2 separate regions of the Zea mays genome follow, and region 2 is linked to region 1. The links are chromatin contacts, called in public Hi-C maps. All regions are on one chromosome and are shown on one strand. The core of a region is the stretch at or near the end of the contact, and the rest is flanking DNA. Distances in the headings are between cores, read along the strand shown. Region 1 holds the start of LOC103647073 (polyubiquitin). Region 2 holds the start of LOC100284845 (F-box domain containing protein).

The links. A called contact is a pair of places that touch in the nucleus more often than the background predicts.
Region 2: a contact with region 1 is called in a Hi-C map of tassel, with 4 times the contacts expected there. The contact joins the promoter of LOC100284845 here to the promoter of LOC103647073 in region 1. A contact is called at or near these places in 6 of 25 Hi-C or Micro-C datasets (bundle sheath, ear, endosperm and 2 more).

Annotation. Positions count from the first base shown.
Region 1 is chr2:147,113,575-147,119,551 of Zm-B73-REFERENCE-NAM-5.0, reverse strand. LOC103647073 (polyubiquitin) reads left to right here and starts at 1,322. Exons shown (of 2, transcript XM_008671635.4): 1 at 1,322-1,422; 2 at 1,990-2,820. The coding sequence starts at 1,991. The coding sequence ends at 2,659.
Region 2 is chr2:147,300,565-147,307,000 of Zm-B73-REFERENCE-NAM-5.0, reverse strand. LOC100284845 (F-box domain containing protein) reads right to left here and starts at 4,214. Exons shown (of 1, transcript NM_001157740.2): 1 at 2,459-4,214. The coding sequence starts at 4,054. The coding sequence ends at 3,098. LOC100279265 (Dcp1-like decapping family) reads left to right here. Exons shown (of 8, transcript NM_001152286.1): 5 at 1,497-1,553; 6 at 1,653-1,776; 7 at 1,999-2,454; 8 at 2,545-2,914. The coding sequence ends at 2,598.

The DNA.
Region 1 (5,977 bases), core at 73-2,572:
TTACTTTTTGCCCTAAGAGTATACAATAACTTAGATTCCTCTCTCTAATCTTCACCTCTCTCCGGCTCTACGTCGTTTAGAGGCGTCTTGGGTGGCCTGCCGATCCCAAGACAAACCCTAGGATCTCTCCTCCACAATGGGATCCCTCCAGGGAGCGAGATCCTAGCGCTGTTCGGTGAACTCCGCCGCCCCTATGCATGCGCGGACCGTCCGGCTCGTCAGACAGAAACCCTAGCTCTGGCGCCAGGTCGCGGACCGTCCGGCCCTCGGCCTCGGACCGTCTGCACCTTCGTAGAGGGCACCGCAACTGATATTCATCGATGTGATTGGCGCGCGGATCGGCACCAACAAGAAGGTGAGGACGAGAGATATTGCGTTAATAGGGTGATTAACAGGGGTATAATTGTAATGTACCAAGGCCAGGCTAATGGTGGCGTAATTCGGCGAGAGGCACTCGTATTTGTGGGGTATTTTAGCTATTGACAATGTTAGTGGGGTATTTTATTGAGAAGCAACATATAAGAACCCAAATAAGCAATTTTGCCCACAACCGCCCACTAGTTGTCCGAACCTGCCTGACCGGCGACCAAACCGACTCCACCGCCAAACCATCGCCGCCTTAAAACCCTCCCTCTAAGCTAGTGAATAATGGAACCCAACCCGAAATCCTAACCTTATGCCCCGCCGGCATCAACCACCACCCCGCCTGGAGGCGACTTTGCCATCGGCTGCTCCCCCACATTCCGCCTGCTCTCTAGGCTCGGCTCCTCGGCGACGACAATGAGGGCTGGAAGAGGAATACGAAGTGGAGTGGGCCACGACTAGCAGGCCAAAGGTAGACCAGGCTCGGTCGCGCGCTCATCTTAACACGTGGCGTGCGGGTTGGAGTTTTCCTTTTGGATATTACGTACTCTCTTTATTCCAAATTAAAATTCGTTTTAGTCTTTTATTGGATCTATACAATAACAAGTGTATCTGTTTTATAAATATGTCTAGATTTATTATCATTTATTTAAATATAGTAGATAAAAAAAGCAAATGGTAAAACGAACTCTATTATGTAACGGAGTATTTGAGAATATGTGTATGGAGAGACGCCACCCCGGCCTGGCCCATATCCAATTAAATAATGAGCGTCGAAGTCAGCCAGCAGCCCAGCACGATGGACTATATATTAAATGTGAGTGCTAGTTTTCCTTTTGGATATTACGTACATGAAAATATGTGTATGGAGAGACGCCGCCCCGGCCTGGCCCATATCCAAACAGCCAGCAGCCCAGCACGATCGACTATAAAATGCATCTTATCACCAACCCTAGCTAAGTCATCGCCCGTCCACTTCAATTTCCATCTCTCTGGGCACTCCGGCGGAACGAAGAACGCCCACGGATCCGAGGAACAAGCCGTCTTTGTGGGCTTTAGGTATACGAGGTAGCTCTAATCTCTATACTAGCAGTCTTATTCGTATTTGTGGTACCGGTGTCCGGTGATCTCTCTATATATAGCAAGCGTAGTGTCAGTGTCACTGTGTCAGGTAGTAGGATTACTGGAGTATTGGCTGGAATCTGTGTCTCGTCTCAAATGATTCGTTGTGAGGACTCTCAATTTATCTTCTTCTACAACCTGTTTGAGTTGTTGTTTTTTTGGATATTAATTGTTCTATAGCCTAAACAGAAGAAAGATGAAAGGGTCTTCTGTTGAATTCAGTTGCTGGTTCATACGAAGGGCTGCATTGCTGCAAATTTTGTTTTCCAATTAGATCGATGCATTCTGGCTGGCAAGTAGAAAGTGTATTCAGCAAAAATGTGAACTAACACATTCAGTTTCTCTCTTCAATGTGAGCCATGTTATTTTTAAGGTGGTGCCTATTGGAAATGTTGGCGCTTTTTGTGCATTGTTGTATAGCTCAAATAATTAAAAGTTGTATCAAAGCATTCTTTTTGTCTACATTAAAACAACTGATGATGTTTGGTGGGTGTGCTCATTCAGAATGCAGATCTTCGTGAGGAGCCCCAGCGGCAAGATGATTTGCCTCAGGGTCCAACCTGACGATACCTTGCATACAGTTAAGAAAAAGATTTTAGAAAAATACCACCTTGTCTTTGAAGGAGTGCAGATGGAGGATAACCTCACACTGGCTGATTATAACATCCAGCATCAATCCACGCTTGACCTCCAAGAAAAGATGCAAATCTATGTGAAGGAGACGCTAAAAGGCCTAACCATCACTCTTGATGTTGATAGCTTAGATACTATTGACATCATAAAGGACAAGATTGAATACAACGAGGGATTTCCCAAGGGTCGGCAATGCCTCATCTTTGGCGACGAACAGCTAGAGGGCAAGTACACCTTGGCGGACTACAACATTTGCAACGAGTCCACGCTTCTCCTTGTCATCCACCCATGTACAAGTACAAGTGACGCAATGCAGATCTTTGTGAAGATGCAAAACGGAAAGACCACCACTGTTAGGGTCGACAGCTCAGATACCGTCAACAGTATCACGGTGAAGATCTATGAAATGGAGGGCATCCCACCCCTAGAACAGCGCATCATCTTTCGCGGCAGGCGTCTTGAGGGCAGACGCACCCTGGCGGACTACGGCATCCAGAAGGAGGAAACCCTCCATCTGATGCTTTGCCTTTGTGGCTGGTGATGAGACTGATGCCATGCATGCATGCATGGTCATTCAATATTACTACTAGTGGTTTGTTATCAGTAAAAAGTATCATTAATTATAGGGATGCCGTGTCATTTAGCTAAAGGTCTTTCTTACCAGGAGAGTTCTGTCATCAGTAAAAGTTTTTATTGTGGTACGTCAGTGTGTGACATCTTATATCAAGAGTTTTTTTTTATTTACAAATATAGCTAGTCAGCAGCTTCAACTTGCGCGTGTCTCCAAGCATGCAGCGCCATTTTTTAACGTGCGTGACACGTTTCTATTAAGAGACAATTCCTTTGAAGCCATTATAAAAGATATGAGACGAACCACTCAAAAATTTGTCACTGCTTCGGTGCCATTAGAAAGCAATTTTTTATCCTTAAGCGCCGCTGTTGTTAGCTTTGTTACCCAAAGGTGTCGTTATGTCCTGTTAAGTGTGCCTAAATGGCGATTTTGCCCTTGCGACTTAAACACAACTCAATTCTCTCCTCCCCTCAGTTCTCCCCCCTCCTCTCCCCCGAACACAGCTTTCCCTTCTGAAATCCTAGACCACGGCGGCGCCCACTCCACACTCAATCCCTAGACCATGTGCGATTAGATCTTGGACATGGATCCATGGAAGAGGAATGGAGGCCGGAATGGCGAGGGAGAACGACACCGGCGAAGGTAGACAAGCGTCCTTCATGGCTTCCCGATGGGTATGTTCTCCAACTCTTGTTCCTGCTCTTGTCTCTACCATTTTGCTGTTTTTCGGGAAGGACATGTTGGAGAAGGACACACTAGAGAAGGACACACCATTTAGCTGTAGCCTGCGTTGTTGGTGACCCAAATTACTTTGTGTTTATCTATAGGATGGACCCGGAAAGTTCCTTCAAACTAGAATTTAGGATAATTGCCACAAATGCACGATTTGCATGTTTCTGCATACTTAGGTTGTTGACTTTGATACTACCAATTTCGAAGATATTTGGACGAAATGTTGAGGAAGTACCCATGTTCTTATGGAGAAGTAGCCAAACTATATTACTACTCTGTTCAATCGAAGCAAACATTGAGGTGTCAATGACCAAAACCTACTTAAAATGTTCCAGAAACATGCATTTAGTAAGACCTGTTATATGTCCATTGCTCGTCATCATCCTAGTGCTAACCCTCCAGACATACCACTATGCTAGTGATTATACCCAACAGTCTGATGCTTCCACTCAACCAAAGGTATCCACTGACTTTGATGAGAAATACCTACAAAACCCTAAACCAAAAAATGAGCATGTAGGTGTTGATGAAGGGGGTTTGTTATTGATCTTGGACAAATGCATCAGTCAAAAGCAGACTAAGATGAGGACTATGTACCTAGAACTGATTCTGATGATGAATCTAATGGATCTAGTGTATATGATGAGGATGAAATGGTGAAAGATAGTGTTCCTCCTCACATGCCAGAAGTAGTGTATGACAAGTCTGACCCACATATGGAAGTAGGCAGCATATATGAAAACATGAATGCATTTATGTCAGCTTTAATTACTCATTCAATCAAAAAAGAGTTTGAGTATAACATTGAGAAGAGTGAACCATGGAGGTACCAGGCCTATTGTAGTGGGAGGATTGACGGGTGTAAGTGGAGGATTCATGCTTCTACAATGGGTGATAATGTTATAGTGAAGGTAAGTTGTGTATTATGTATCCTTTTTGTAGTTGTAGATTTTTTTGAAGTTTACTGGTTGTATATGTTGTAAGTGTAGGTGAAGAGGAACCCATACGGTCATGACTATAAAAGCACTAGGAGAAATGAGAAGGTGAAGCGTGTTACCAAGCACTGGGTTGCAGATAAGGTGAAAGATTGGTTAATAGACAATCCAAAGTTAGGACCACAGGCTTTACAAGGGAAGTTAAAGGATAAATTCAAGGTACTAGTGCCCTACAATAGGGTTTACCATGGGAAAGAAGTAGCCATGACTCAGTTGTTTGGTGATTGCGATAAGACTTTTGATAACCTATATAGGTTCAAGAAACAAATAGAAGAATCATCTCCTCGTAGTTCAGTTGTCATTGATCATCACACAATCAATAACAAGATAAGGTTCTAGAGGCTCTTTTTGCAATGAAACCATGCATTCTTGGATTTTTGCAAGGATGTAGGCCTTATTTAGATATGGACAACACATTTGTAATAGGAAAGTTTAGGGGCTATTTATGTGTAGCTTGTGCAATGGATGGCCATAACAGGATGTATCCAGTTGCTATAGGTGTTTTGGACTTAGAGACCAATGAAAATTAGACTTGGTTTTTCAGAATGGCTCGCTATTCTAGCGAAGGGAAGGTGTTTTTTCGAACCTTCGGCTAAAGGCCTTCGTTCATTTCACAGTCTAAATTTGTTAAAAGGAAAAAACTAATACGACGAGGGGCTACTGTTGGGGCATTCGTCTTCCGAAGGTCCTCAAAAACATGACTAACTATTTGTTTTTAGCATACTATTAAGTATTACATGGGCTTCGTTACCAGGAAAGCTTCAACATAACTCGAGGGAAGTACGACGAAGCAAGCTTCGTCACGATGAAGCAAGAAGGCAACGAAGGGAGAAGGTGTTGTTCAAGTTATTGAATATAAATGACGACACTATCCCTGTGACATTTGTAAACCTTGTATGTAATTGTTAAGGGTATAAATGTAATAACGTACGAAGTTGTACGATTGTCTATAAATAGATGAACAATACCCCCATATTGTTCACGCTGGATTGTAATCATACTCGTGTCATTACCTTCAAGCAAGCCGAAGGTATCAATGTAATACGAATTTTGATAACATCAATACATTTATTATGAAGTAAATATGTGACATTATATAGCACTTGTAATTATGTTTTTATATCTGTGGATAATGAGGTCTTGTCCTTTATAAGCTTTGTCTAAGATTCATTATACCCGAGAGGGAATAATATTTCGAAGAACAAAGGTCTTTAACGTATAACAAATGTGTTGCCTTGCTCTTGATTCACAGCAATTGAGAACAAGTGGCCAACACCTTCCTCCAAAAAATGAAGATCAAAACCTCGCCCCTTGTATTTTGTGTAATCTAGACCTCCAAAATCGCCTCCAATGGAAGTTGGCTGCGAGATACACAATTCCAATCGGCGGAGAAGAAGGGGTATTTATAATACAAAGTTCACTAGCGGGTTGCTTAAGAAACCGCCACTGGAAACCTATTTCCACTGGGGGTTCTCTTAAAGCAACTGCCAGTGAAAACATTATATTAACACTAGCGGTTGGCTTAAGGAATCGCCAGTGGAAATCACTTTCTATTTGAACA
Region 2 (6,436 bases), core at 2,965-5,464, 180 kb before region 1:
TGAGAAATGCGTAGTCTTACTAAACGTGAGCATTGTTAGCTGGGATCACATTCTCTAAACGGGAAATGTGGCAGGACTTGTGATGACGAAATCTTGAAAGTTCTAGCTAAGTACTGGCCTGCTAATCTTAGTTCTCTCTTTTAGGGCATGAAGTAACTTGCCTTGTTAGCCTCAAGTGTGAGAGATGCAGTGTTTTCAAGTCGTCCGACTAATCTTTGATTAGTCGGACTAATCGCTAACCTAAACCTGACTAGACCCACCGAAGCGATTAGACCGACCAGAATTCTAGTCATCCGAGTAGTTGATGACTAATCACGATTAATCGTCCGATTTGGTGTGAGACGACCAGATTGAACATGTGTTTTTAGATGGGCTTTTGAGATTAATGGGTGCTGTAGTTGTGGGGTCTAGGCTGCCATTGCAGCTACTTCTATCGGCTCATGGGCTGCTATTGTGTCCTTTTATGGTTGCCAAACTATGCAGCCAGCTACAGTCCGCAGAGAGCCGCCCGTAAGTTCTAGGCGGCCACCCATGCTGCTGCAATGCCGCTGCTGCCCACAAGATCCAGTTCCAGGCGATTGCCTTGCTGCCGACGATGCCTGTCATCTTAAAGGTTGAAGCATCGTCTTTTCGTCGCCTAGGCCTAGCTCTTGTGTATTCGCCTGCATCAAGCACTGAAAAGATTATCTCATTTTGAGATGGTGAGTGCGCTTCTTGCTGCTCTGCTTTCTTCCATTGGGCTCGATTAGTCGGTCTGATCGACGACTAATCGCTACTAGTCGACTGGTCAGTAGCTATACGACTAGGTTCGACTAGACGACTTGAAAACATTGGAGAGACGCTTGTATTATTGATTTACTGCATTTGTCAACTACTACTTAAGTGCTGGTGAGATTCAAAATAATCGACAGAAATAGTCAGATGATTTTTTCTAGTTTGTAATAAGAAGTAACGACTACTCTACTACATATTGGTGCCCAGAAAAGAGTTGGTTTCCTGACTAACCACAGCTTTGCATCCTAGCAAGTGAAATCCCAAATTAGGTATAGAGCAAGGATGTGCAGTGTGCTTACAAACTTTTGATGCTCTTGGAGATTGTCATGTCATGTTTCCCTGATGTTCCTACAAATAGCTAGTATCGTGCTCTACTTAAAATGTATGCATATATGGGATTGTGATTATTTTAGCATAATCATTTTCACATCTGCCCCCCTTTTTTTTTAAAAAAAATTTGCATCTCAGGATGCCTTTGCTAAAAAATGTACCTCAGGATGTCATGGTGATGTCATGTTCCCCTCATACTTCTACAAAACGACCAGTATCATGCACTACTTAAAAATCGTGGGACAGGGCATTATGACCATTTTGGCATAACCTTTGGCACACTTGTTCCTTTTTTTGAAAAGAACAATTGTATCTAAGGATGCAGCGTGAACTTCTTGATTAGAATTATGTGGGCAGGTTGTTTACAGTTTGCTGCTCAATTGTATTCGCAGGATACTGAATGCTTACGCCAAAGTACCTCCAAAACCTAAAGTGCCTTCCACAAAAAGGTCTATTACTCGTTTCTAGTCTCTTGGATTCAAACACCTCCATTCTTTCCTTTGAATTATATATTATCAATTGTGCTGAAGTTTCTTTCATGGCCACAGTGAGTTTGAGGAACTGGAGGCTGTTCCTACATCTGCTGCTATAGACGGCCCCCTTGAACCTCCGCCAGCGTCTGCCGCTGTAGTCCTTGATACCCCTGATGAATCATTAATCAGTTACTTCAGTGTATGCTCAACTGTCAACTACCAGCTATTTCATCCCATTTTACTTTCATTTTGATTGAATGGTATATCCCCATTTATCTGCATTCTGTACTCAATGACCATTTTAGCTTCTCGGTTGATGTATGCACATAAGTTCGCTGCATTCATGGTTGGATATATGCTGCATCACATAATATCTGTTGTGTCTAACTACGCTGAGATTGCTTTTCCAACATATCTGCAGGGCGCTGCTAGCATTGGAAGTGTATCAAACGCACAACCGTCTGGAAGAGTGCACCCATCTACTGAGAGCATCCCATCTTCCCATGTGCCATTGATCGTTCCATCTGCTGCTTCAACACATCAACTGCCCCCTTCAGTAGCTTCAACAGCTTCACCATTGCCCGTCCATGGAACTAATGCCCACACTAGCCGGCCAACAAATCTTGTGACACCAGATTTCTTTGCGCCTCCACCATCCTCTTCAGCTCCACTGGCTCCGCCGGGTGCATCTGTGGTTCCTACTGCGCCACCTCTTCATCCCACTTCGGCGGCATCTATTCAACGTTCTCAGTATGGCACCCCACTGCTCCAGCCCTTTCCACCGCCCACTCCACCTCCTTCCCTTAACCCCTCACACAGTGATAGACTTACTGTTACAAGGGATAGAGTCAAAGACGCTCTACAGAGACTTGTTCAGGTAAAAATTGTCCACACTGAAAACATACAGGGTACAACTGTTTTGGATCGGTATCATCATTTTCTCTAACTCTCACCAAATGCCTGACAGAGCGACGAGTTCGTTGATCTGGTGTGCCGGGAATTGCAGAGATCACTTGTATAGGCTGCTTGCTTAGTCTTGTCGGGAGTTTTCTGGCTCGTGGCAAGAATGTGCCTGTAATTTTCCTTTGACTTTTTTGCATGCTTCCCTTCCCGTACTATTGTATAGGTTTGTGTTAGTGTATTGGTGTAGAGTACTATAGGAATGGTTGGTAGTATCTGTGGGGTCCCTTGGTTCCAAATATCCGTGTTGGCAGTGTGAGAAGCGGAAGTAAAACTAGCCTGTTCAAGAACGTTGGAATTTGATGTGCTTTGGCGTGGACAAATTACAGCACTGAGATTCTAGAAGTTTTTTTTTAATTCTTATTAACTTCGCTTTCTGGAAAAGGAGAAAAAAAGAGAGATATGATGCTGACTTTCCCTGTTGTTTGACAGGCGACCGTATAACCTACAACCCAATCATATTCACATTCCCTGAACTACACTGTACATGTCAACGGCACTCTCTAGTGGTTGTGGTGTTCGCGATGCCCGAATGCCCGGGCGGGCCGAATCGGACGAGTTCACCGGAACGTGAGCATGACCAGGAAGCCGAGGAAGGCGGCGGCGCCGACGCCAGAGCAGCAGAGATCAAGGATGCCCTCGCGCCTGGCCTTCGACTCCTTGCGCGCCCTTTTCCCCCTGACGAACTCCTCGTACCTGAGCCTGGCCACGTCCTCCGCCGCGCCGCGGCACCCCCGCCTGGGCGCGGCCATGGCGGCGGCGACGGCGGCCAGCCCGTCCCTGCCGCTGACGCCGGCGCCGTCGGCGTCCTCGACGCGCAGGCTGACCTCCCGGACGTGGCCGCGGCGCTCGTCGCACGTGACGGCGGCGTCGAGCGCGACGCCGCCGCCGAGCACGACGGCGAAGCGCGCCACGGTGTCCCCCGTGAGCCACTTGCGGTCGACGGCCACGGCGCGGCGGCTGGACGCGTTGAGCGCGCGGCCGGTGGCCGGGTCGAAGAGGACCCAGCTGAGCTCGAGGTCGGCCGGCGCGATCGCCGCGGCGGCCGGCGACGTGAAGCCCTCCTGCAGCAGCGCGTCGACGCGGAACGGCGCGCCCAGGAACCAGTCGGAGGCGGCGTCCGTCTCCACGACGCGCGACAGGACGCAGACCCCCGCGTGGCGCAGGTCGACGGCCGACACGAGGCGCGCGGGCAGGGGCTGCGGCGGCGTGGGAGGGGAGACCGAGCACGGGAAGGGGAAGGCGTCGGCGAAGAGCGCCCGGTGACCGCCGTCGACGCGGCCTGTGCAGGGCAGGTCGCGGACGGAGGGCCACATGGCGAAGCAGAGCGCCCGCCACGTGGCCGGGTCGGTGGCGAGGCTGCGGAGGCCGGAGCTCGCGCAGCCGACCGCCGCCAGCGACGCGCCATCCAGGCGGCGGAGCACGAGGGCGAGGACGTCCGCCGGGAGGTCCTCGATGCCCGTGCCGCCGACGTCGTCGCCGGCCGGAGAAGAGGCTTCCATCGCCCCAACACCCATGGGATGAGACGAACGATGGCCGGTGGGCGGCCGACCGGGAGACAGTAGGAGCGAGGCCGGAGAACGTGGATAGGAAAGGGGTTGTGGTGGTGGTTGCGCGGGCGCGCACGCGCGTTTCTGATGGCCTCCGGCGTCGGAGGAGGGAGGGCAGCAAGGATTTGGCTAGCTACTGGCTTGTTCGTTGGTTTATAAATGGGTATCTAGGGGGAGGGCGAGAAAGCGAGGTGTTTCTGTGCCTGTGCCCTGTGATGTGAGTGCATGCCTCGACCCACCGGTAGCAGCTGCATGGGGACGCGGCAGAGAGAGCTGACGAGAAGCCACGGCGCAGTGCATCGTGCAGGTGAAGGCAGGCGTCTAGTAGCTCGCTCTCGCTCTCGCGGTGGCCTTTGCGTTCCAGGAAAGCAAGCTCCGCGAAAAGTCCGCTACGACGGGTTTTCTTTCCGTTTTGTTTATGACACAGGACGAACTGAAGCTTCTCTTGTCTGACGATGGCGACAGCGACGGCTCCCGCCCACCATCTCACCGCGCCCGTCGTCGTTGTCGCGGGCGCGTGGGCCACGGCGAGCGTCGACCGCGGCCAATGTACGGCGCGCGCCTTTGACCGGCCGACGTGTAAATTGGGGTTGAGGGCTGACCGGCTGAGGTGGATGACGAAGCCTTCCTTCCTTCCTGCCTGCCTGCCTAGCCTACTAGTGGTACCACGTCGTGCAGTGAACCAACCAACCAACCGTGCGCGCGGTGGCCGGTGGTCTCCGGTCTGCCCGTCACGTACTCCTAACGTAACATGAGAACAGAAAGGCAAAAGCTTGTAGGTGCACGCAGCCATTGCGGGCGGCTCGGGCGTCGCCCTCTGCTACAGAAGGGTGCATTGGCGGATGCAGGGCAAGGAAGGGATCGGATTGCTCCGACCCGCCGCCCGTGAACGGCCGACCTGCCGCGGTCGAGTTTGGGATTTGGCATGTGCGTGTTTATGAGCAGCAAAGCAGTACATGAACATGCTTATTTGGTCCCCGTTCTGCCATTAATGAACAATTTTTATGGTCAGTATTGGGTTTCGTCTTTCGAATGTCTAAAAAACATAAGTTAACCATTATTTTTCGATACATCTCTAAGTATCACATGTGCTTCGGCAGTATCATCTTCAGCGGTACCCACCTTCGGAATAAATTAAGAAAATGATAAAGGCATTAGCTTTGTCATGATAATACATGAAGACGATGACAGAAGTCAAACAAGGCTGAAAGAAGGTGTTCACAAGATTTTGTTGTCAAGATGATAAAAATAGAAGTCAATACTACCCTTGTGTCGTTTGTATATCATATATACAAGTTTTGTGGACATAATTGTAATTTCACACGAAGTTGTACCTCTCCCCTATAAATGGATGAACAGTATCATGTATAGGGCACCTTTTTTTTGGAGAAAATAGAAGGAAAAGAACTCTCCCTTGTTCAGTTTCTAAGATTTACTTCGAGCTCTCATTTGTGTGAAACCGAAGGTATGCTAGTAAACGTTTATCATTTTATAAGGAATGATATTTGAGACGGATACACAGATAAGTCAAATTTATCTTTTATTATTCACACTTTCTATTACGATTAAAAGATGCACAAGTCTTCTGTTTGTTATTTCCTTCCTCCATATAACCTTCAGATCAAAGTTAAATGAAGGAAAGAACATGTAATGTGTTAACTCATGTCTTTGGCATTCCGAAGTGTCCATCACCATCTTTGTCCTAAAGCTATTATCCCGAAGAGATAATACTTTAAGGACGAAGATCCCTACTGTTTAACACTGTGTTGCCTTGTTTTTGGTTCTATACAACAATCAAAAGCAAGTGACCAATAGTCAGTTTGGTTAGGGAGCGAGGTGGGATATATTCATTCCATTCTACGTTTGGTTAGAGAACGAACAGAGCTGTCGAAGTGAAGCAACTCTAAAGGTTAGTTTGGAAACTTACATTCCCTCTGGATCATTTTCTCACTCAATCACCAGGAATCCTGGAGGGGAATTTAAGTTTCCAAACTAGCCCTAAATTAGGAATATTTCTATCAGATTCATGACAAGATCGCTCCAAAAAATAGGTGGGTCTAAACAGAAAATGGACGGATTCCACTCTGCTCTCGAAATCTGAAATGGAGCCACTGCGCTCTTGAAATAAAAAATGGAACCGCACCACTCTCGTAGAGAAAACTGACCTTTTCACCATAGTTTCATTAGGATTTGCATTATGGATCAAACTATAGAATTGAGTTAGAGATCAAACAAAAGTGCTAGAAACATAGTATGACACATATGCAACTTATCTAAGCAATCAAACCTTATGGTTTTACCCTTTTACCGAAAGTAGCACTTTCTAGCCTCCAGTTCAGTTCTTTAGGA